Regions from separate parts of the Ovis aries genome. Here region 1 is linked to region 2. Evidence: chromatin contacts called from public Hi-C data. All regions are on one chromosome and are shown on one strand. Each heading gives the region's core, a stretch centred on a gene start, on an enhancer-like site or on the middle of the called end of the contact. The rest is flanking DNA. Distances are from core to core; before and after follow the strand shown.

What was found. Hi-C and Micro-C count contacts between places; a contact is called where the count stands out from the background.
Region 1: a Hi-C map of blood shows a contact between it and region 2, with 2.7 times the contacts expected there. The contact joins two enhancer-like sites. A contact is called at or near these places in 3 of 16 Hi-C or Micro-C datasets (blood, mixed tissues and skin fibroblasts).

What each region holds. Positions count from the first base shown.
Region 1 is chr3:46,248,868-46,252,195 of ARS-UI_Ramb_v3.0, reverse strand. All of the region lies in intron 1 of COMMD1 (copper metabolism domain containing 1), which reads left to right. Among named protein-coding and RNA genes, the nearest start is that of CCT4, 23 kb to the left of the region's middle. Within about 2 kb of position 1,410, at least 3 of the 54 cell types and tissues checked have an H3K27ac peak or open chromatin away from gene starts, as enhancers often do.
Region 2 is chr3:46,012,351-46,015,547 of ARS-UI_Ramb_v3.0, reverse strand. The region is part of intron 1 of B3GNT2 (UDP-GlcNAc:betaGal beta-1,3-N-acetylglucosaminyltransferase 2); the gene reads left to right. Among named protein-coding and RNA genes, the nearest start is that of B3GNT2, 12 kb to the left of the region's middle. Within about 2 kb of position 1,832, at least 3 of the 54 cell types and tissues checked have an H3K27ac peak or open chromatin away from gene starts, as enhancers often do.

The sequences.
Region 1 (3,328 bases), core at 161-2,660, 240 kb before region 2:
ATTTTTGTTGCTCTTGAAGAAAATATAGAGTATTTTAGATTAAAATGAAGGGCAGCCATATAGGGCATTTAGGCTAAGAAAATAGCAGAGGTGGAGCAGGAAAACGTAGAGCACATTCAAGAAATGGTGAACAGTCTAATTTGACCAATGCATGGCCATACCCAGTTTGGAGTATTGGTTGAGGAGGCAAGAAAAAAGGGAAACTACTTTTTATTCCTTTATTCTTGCTTTTTAGCAGGTTATACTTTTTTCCCCTTCAATTAAAAAAATTTTGGTAAAGTACACAAAACATAAAATTTATCATCTTAACCCATTTCAAAGTATACAGTTCATTGGTATTAAATACACTGATAATGTTGTACATCCATCACAACCATCTGTATCTGTAACTTCGCCTTGCAGAACTGAAACCCTTACCCATTAAACAGTAACTCCATATAAATCACATCTCACTCCCTGACCAGCGCCCTCCATTTTACTTTCTGTCTTTATGATTTTGACTACTCTAAGTGTAACATATAAGAGGAATCATATAGTATTTGACTTTTTTTGTGACTGGATTATTTCATTCCACCATGGTATCTTTCCGGTTCATCCATGTTATGGTGTATGTCAGAAATTCCTTCCTTTCAAAGACTAAATAATTGTCCATTGTATGTATCAGTATGCACCACACTTTGCTTATCCATTCATGTGTCAGTGAACACGTAGGTTGCCTCCTTGCTTTAGCTCTTGTTAATAGTGCTGCTGTGGATATGGGTATACAAATACCTCTTTGAGGCCCTGCTTTCAATTCTTCTGGGTATATACCCAGAAGTGGAATTGCTCATATGGTAATTCTATTTTTAATTTTTTGAGAAACTGCCATCCTGTTTTCAACAGCAGCTGTGTCATGTTACCTTCCTACCAGCAGTGTACAAGAACTCCAATTTCTTCACATCCTCATCAGCACTTGTTATTTTCTGGGTGTGTCTGTGTGTATATTTTGACGGTAGCCATACTAATGACTATGAAGTGGGCAGGGTATACGTTTTTACATAATGATGACTGCAGAGGTCAAAACAGTTTTTTCTTCTGTCTATGGAGTCTCAACAATCTTGAATTCAACGTGCAGGCTAGAAGACAAGCAGTGAGGAAAAATATTAAAGAAAATGTAGGAATCTAGACAGAGGGGAAAAAGAAAACTAAGGATAAACATGGAGTAGTGTCATACCTTTCAGTGATCTATAGAGCCTAAAGTTCTACAGAGAGAGTGAAAATGAAGAGGGACAACAGAGGTAGGAGGAAAGGAAGGAAGGGATGTGAAACTCCCAGCAGGGAATAGGCAGTGGGTATATGTTGATAGTCTCCTTGTTGCCAGCTGCCTGCCTTCCTTTATTCATAGGCTATGTTTCAAGTTCAGCTGCTTCCTGAGCTGTAGCCTTTCCCTCTAACCTTCACATTCTGTGCCCAGGTGTAGTGTACTGACTGCTCACATTTGTACTGGCGCCTGTTTTCCTCTTGAACAGGAGCTTTTCTGCCCTACTTGGCTGGGACATGAACCCTTTAGGGCAAACCCTTCATCAGTGTGTAGATACATGAAGCTGACTCTTCACTAGCTTTAGTTTTATTTTTTGGTATCTCCTGAGAAGCAGTGAAATCAGTGATTTGAGTTTGGTGTATTTAGTTAGGGAAATGACATCCCCTATAAATACTCTGCCATGTTTATCTAATTTTTTTTTTGCTGCTTATATTTATAATTTCAACTTCTCGTAGATATGTGTTTGCCTAATCTCGGTTTCTTGCTTCCGCTGTTAACCTCTCAGGGATGCTCCTCAATTCTAGTTTACTAGAATTCTGGAGAAAGATCTTAACTATGAAGCTGGATCACAGTTTGTACACTTATGTTCTCTGTTCACTACTGCCCTCTGTTGGTGACATTAGTATATTTCCTCACCGAAATTTCCTATTAAACGAAAATTTTTAAGGAAAATTCTGTTGAGTATTGTTTTGTCTGTTGTTGATACAGGTCTTCCCCAGTGGTTTAGCGGTAGAGAATCTGCCTGCGGTGCCGGAGGTGCAGTTGGCGCAGGTTCAATCTCTGGGTCAGGAAGACCCCCTGGAGGAGGAAGTGGCCCCCTATTCTAGTATTCTCGCCAGGAAAATCCTACGGTCAGAGGAGCTTCTCAGGCTACAGTTGTGGGGTTGCAAAGAGTTGGACGCAACTGAGCATGTGCACGTGCGTGCGCGCGCGCGCGCACACACACACACACACACACACACACACACACATTGTTGATATCCTTTGTTCACATTCTTGCTATCACTTTTAAAAAAAATTGAAGTATAGTTGATTTACAGTTATTAGTTCAAGGTGTATAGCATAGTGATTCAATATTTTTATAGATTATACTCCATTTAAAGCTATTAGAAAATAATGGCTATATTTTCCTGGGCTGTACAATCTATCCTTATTGCTTATTTATTTTATACTATCTTCTCTATGGTGGCTCAGACAGTAAAAGCAACTGCCTGCAATGCGGGAGACCTGGGTTTGATCCCTGGGTCAGGAAGATCCCCTGGAGAAGGAAATGGCACCCCGCTCCAGTACTCTTGCCTGGAAAATTCCATGGGTGGAGGAGCCTGGTGGGCTGCAGTCCATGGGTTTGCCAAGAGTCGGACACGACTGAGCGACTTCACTTTCACTTTTCATCTTCTCTATGATTTGTATTAAAAGTATGTTTAAATTCTATTTAGAAATCTGTAAATACATGCCGCAGTTTATGGCTTGGCTCTCCCGTTCCACTTTTGTCTTCTACAGTCTGCCTCCTACCTCCTACAGCACAGCTGCCAGTGAACCTCGGTTTTTCCCCAACTTTACTGAGATATGACAAATAAACCAGTGACCTTTTTAAACCATACATCATACCTACTGACTGCCTTGCTTTCAACCATGTCATATTCCTGAGCTTAAAATAAGATCCAGTCCTTTTTACCATAGCCTATAGTTTCCTGTGATCTCACCTTTACCAGTTTCTCTGATCTCATTGTCTTATTCCAGCCCCACTAACCTTGTCTTTATTTAAACCTGTTAGGTGCTTTCTGAATCTGTTCAGGACCTTTGCAGGTAGTTGTCCATATGCCTGCAGTGCTTTTCCCCCAGATATTCATTTGGATTGTTTTTTTACTTCATTCATTCTCTAGCTAAAAGTGATTTCCTATGAGGTCTTCCCTGATCCATGCAAAGAGCCTCACCCTTCCACCCCCACTCTTTTTGCCCTGCTTTACTTATTCTCATACTTCTTACTAACTGAAATTATATATACCCTATTGGAATGTAAGCATTAAG
Region 2 (3,197 bases), core at 583-3,082:
TTTCTGGAAGTTGATGGAGAAAGGAAAGCGCAGCCTGTGCCTGGAGCCACTGGAGAGGGAGCACGTTGAGGTGGGGGATGAAGTGGAGATTGTCGTTGATACAGGAGCCAGGCAGCAGCAAGGGCTGTCGCAGGGGAGGGCGGTCTTGTGGGGGCTGGGGAGCGACTTACTGAAAAGGGAGACTGGTCCATGTGGAGAACAAGAAGTAGGTCTTGGTCCCTGAGCTGATATTAAGTATCTTTGTATCCATGGCAACCTACTTAGCTTGTTCCCTCCTCATCCCCACCTCCTGCATAATAAGAGAAAACCTGCGCAGCCAGGCTTATGTGTGGATTGTTTGAATCCTATGCAGCCACCAATATGAAAGTGTTAACACTCCAGTAAGGTTATTTCCATGGACCATAAACTTGCTAAGGCTTATAATTTGTGCTTCAGAATTCTGTTGTTGTTTATTTTCTTTGAAAAGCACTTAACATCCAAATGCTTCTTAAAGTGCTTCTTGTTTTTTTGAATCCTGATCAGAGTAACACAGTTGTTTTTTAAAAAAGGAAAAACAAAAACCAGCTTCATGTCTGGGTGTAGATTGTTCAGTGGGAAGCCTGGTGTTGTTTTCAGGATCAAGTCTGTGTACCTAACAATGAAAGGGTCAAAGTGGGTTTGTTACAAATACCATCCTCACTCTATTATTTAACGTTTGGAACTAATAACATGTATTTTACATTTTTTATTTTATGGCTAAATTTGATGCTTGTTTATAAGGAACTTAATGTAGGTTTTATTCTTTAAAGTAAATGATATGCATCCCTTTTATTCTTCTTCTCCCTTCATGACATAAGGAGTTATTTTTCTTCAAATGAACTTAAAATATCTCTCATGAATACTCCTATTTTTAACTGATTGCTTCTCTCTTTTGAATTTTTTCAAGGTTCTGATGGATCCTCTTTAAAAAAAAAAAAGCCTCTTTAAAATAGAAATTTTTAAACAGGTGCAGATACAGAGAGTGACATAATGAAGCTCCAGGGAGCCATCACTGGTTTCAGCAAGATGGTCTCCCCTTTTTGGTCCCTGCCCCATAGGCGACTGAGATGCTGTGTGGGCACCACTGAGAGAAAGAGGGCAAGCTCCTGTGGCCCTCCAGGTGTGGGTGTGGGAGTCACTGGTGTCGGGATGGTGGAATTGGGAGTCATCGGTGTGGGGGTGGTGGACGTTCTGGGAGTGACTGGACACCTCGAGAGAGAAAGGAGTGAGGAAAGTGTACATATGGCACTGAGAAATGCCTGGATTGCTGTGTCCAAGATGTTTTCAAGGAGGTGGTGGTAATCTATGGTATATGAAGGTGACATTCACAGAGACACTTAAAATTAGGTGATTAGGTGATTTAAGAAAACAAACTTATGGTTCCCAAGGGGTCAGGGGGTGGAGGGATAAACTGCGAGATCAGGATTGACATATACACACTGTGTGTGTGTGTGTAGTCACTCAGTTGGGTCTGACTCTTGGCGACCCCACGGACCGTAGCCCGCCAGGCTCCTCTGTCCATGGAGTTCTCCAGGCAAGAATACTGGAGTGGGTTGCCATGCCCTTCTCCAGGGGATCTTCCTGACCCGGGGATTGAACCCTCATCTCCTGCATCACAGGCAGATTCTTTACCATTTGAGCTACAGGGAAATAATATACACACTACTAGAAGGAAATGGCGACCCAGTCCGGTGTTCTTGCCTGGAGAATCCCAGGGACGGGGGAGCCTGGTGGGCTGCTGTCTATGGGGTCGCATAGAGTCGGACACGACTGAAGCGACTTAGCAGCAGCAGCAGCAGATACAAAATAGATGGACCTACTGTGTATAGCGCAGGGAGCTCTATTTGATACTCTGTGATGACCTATAGGGGAAAGGAATATAAGAAAAGAGTGGATATATGCATACCTGATTCTCCTTACTGTATACCTGAAACTAACACAACATTGTAAATCAACTATATTCCAGTAAAAATACAATAAAACTGAGTGATTTAAACTGCTTGGTTAAAGAGGCCCAATTTCTAAGCTGCTCAGCAGCGTGCTCATATACTGAGCAAACAACATGTTCTCTTTTATTTTGGCAACACAAATTTTTCTTGGCAGGTGGCCAGAGAAAGCGATGTTACTATTTCATCCCTTCTTTAAATATGTACACATTAAGTCTTGGTTGAACGGCTTTTCCTTTAATAGAACATTTGGACAAAAGGCCAAAATGTCACTGTTTTGAGGATGTATATTTTAAATCTGTGTGATTTATTTTGATACTTAAAAAACCTAAAAACAGTTCTCAGGCACCTGTTAGTAACTTGTTGACAATTAACCAACATTTGAGAAACAGAGAAGAGGCAGGAAAGAAATCTGGGAGATGGAGGCTAGAAGAGAGGGGAAACCACTGTGCTTGTTTGGTATCCTGTCCTGAAGTTGCCACCCGAGGGCCACTTACCACTAGAAAGGTTGTCTTCTGGGACGAGACTGCCCCTGACTCAGAAGTGGAATCCCAGGGGGCTTGCATTTTAATTGGATGTGCTGTGTGCAAGTGGCAGAGCCTGGCACTCACCATTTGGGGTGCTTTGACCTCACAGTTACAGCTTGTAGGTTGGGGAGCCTCTTGTTCATGCCTCCCTCAGGGTTGAGGAGAATGGCTCTCAGCTCACCTGGCACTGTTCAGGTTGGGACATGTTATTGGAGGTGGGGTGGTTCTGGACAACTAGCTCTTGGTACTCCGTTTGAGGGGCTTCAGTTTTGGGGAATCCCAAATGCTAGAAGGAGAGTAGATTAAATACAGTGCACTGGGGGAACTGAGCCTGTCCTCGTGGAAGAGGAGGTGGGATTTGAACCTGTACTTTTAAGCTTGGGGGAAGGATTGAGAAGTAAGAGAATGGATGTTTCCGGCTGGGAGAAGCCAGCATGAGCTGTGGTGTGGATGAGGACCACAATTGTTTTTAAGGGGTGCTGTGTCCCAGGAGGTTTTGAGGATGGCATGCTTGGGTCTCGGATGGGGTCTTTGTGAGAGTGCTTAAGGAAGAAGGGCTGCGTCACGCTCCTCCGTCCTGGCTGTGCCAACCCTGCAGCTCTGTGCCTGAATTCAAGTTTGGCAGTAGCTTAGATGGACTTGCAGGCTGGGAGCAGCCCATCTGGGGTCCCTGTTTATGCCCCCTCCCTCTACTCTCTATCTTGGG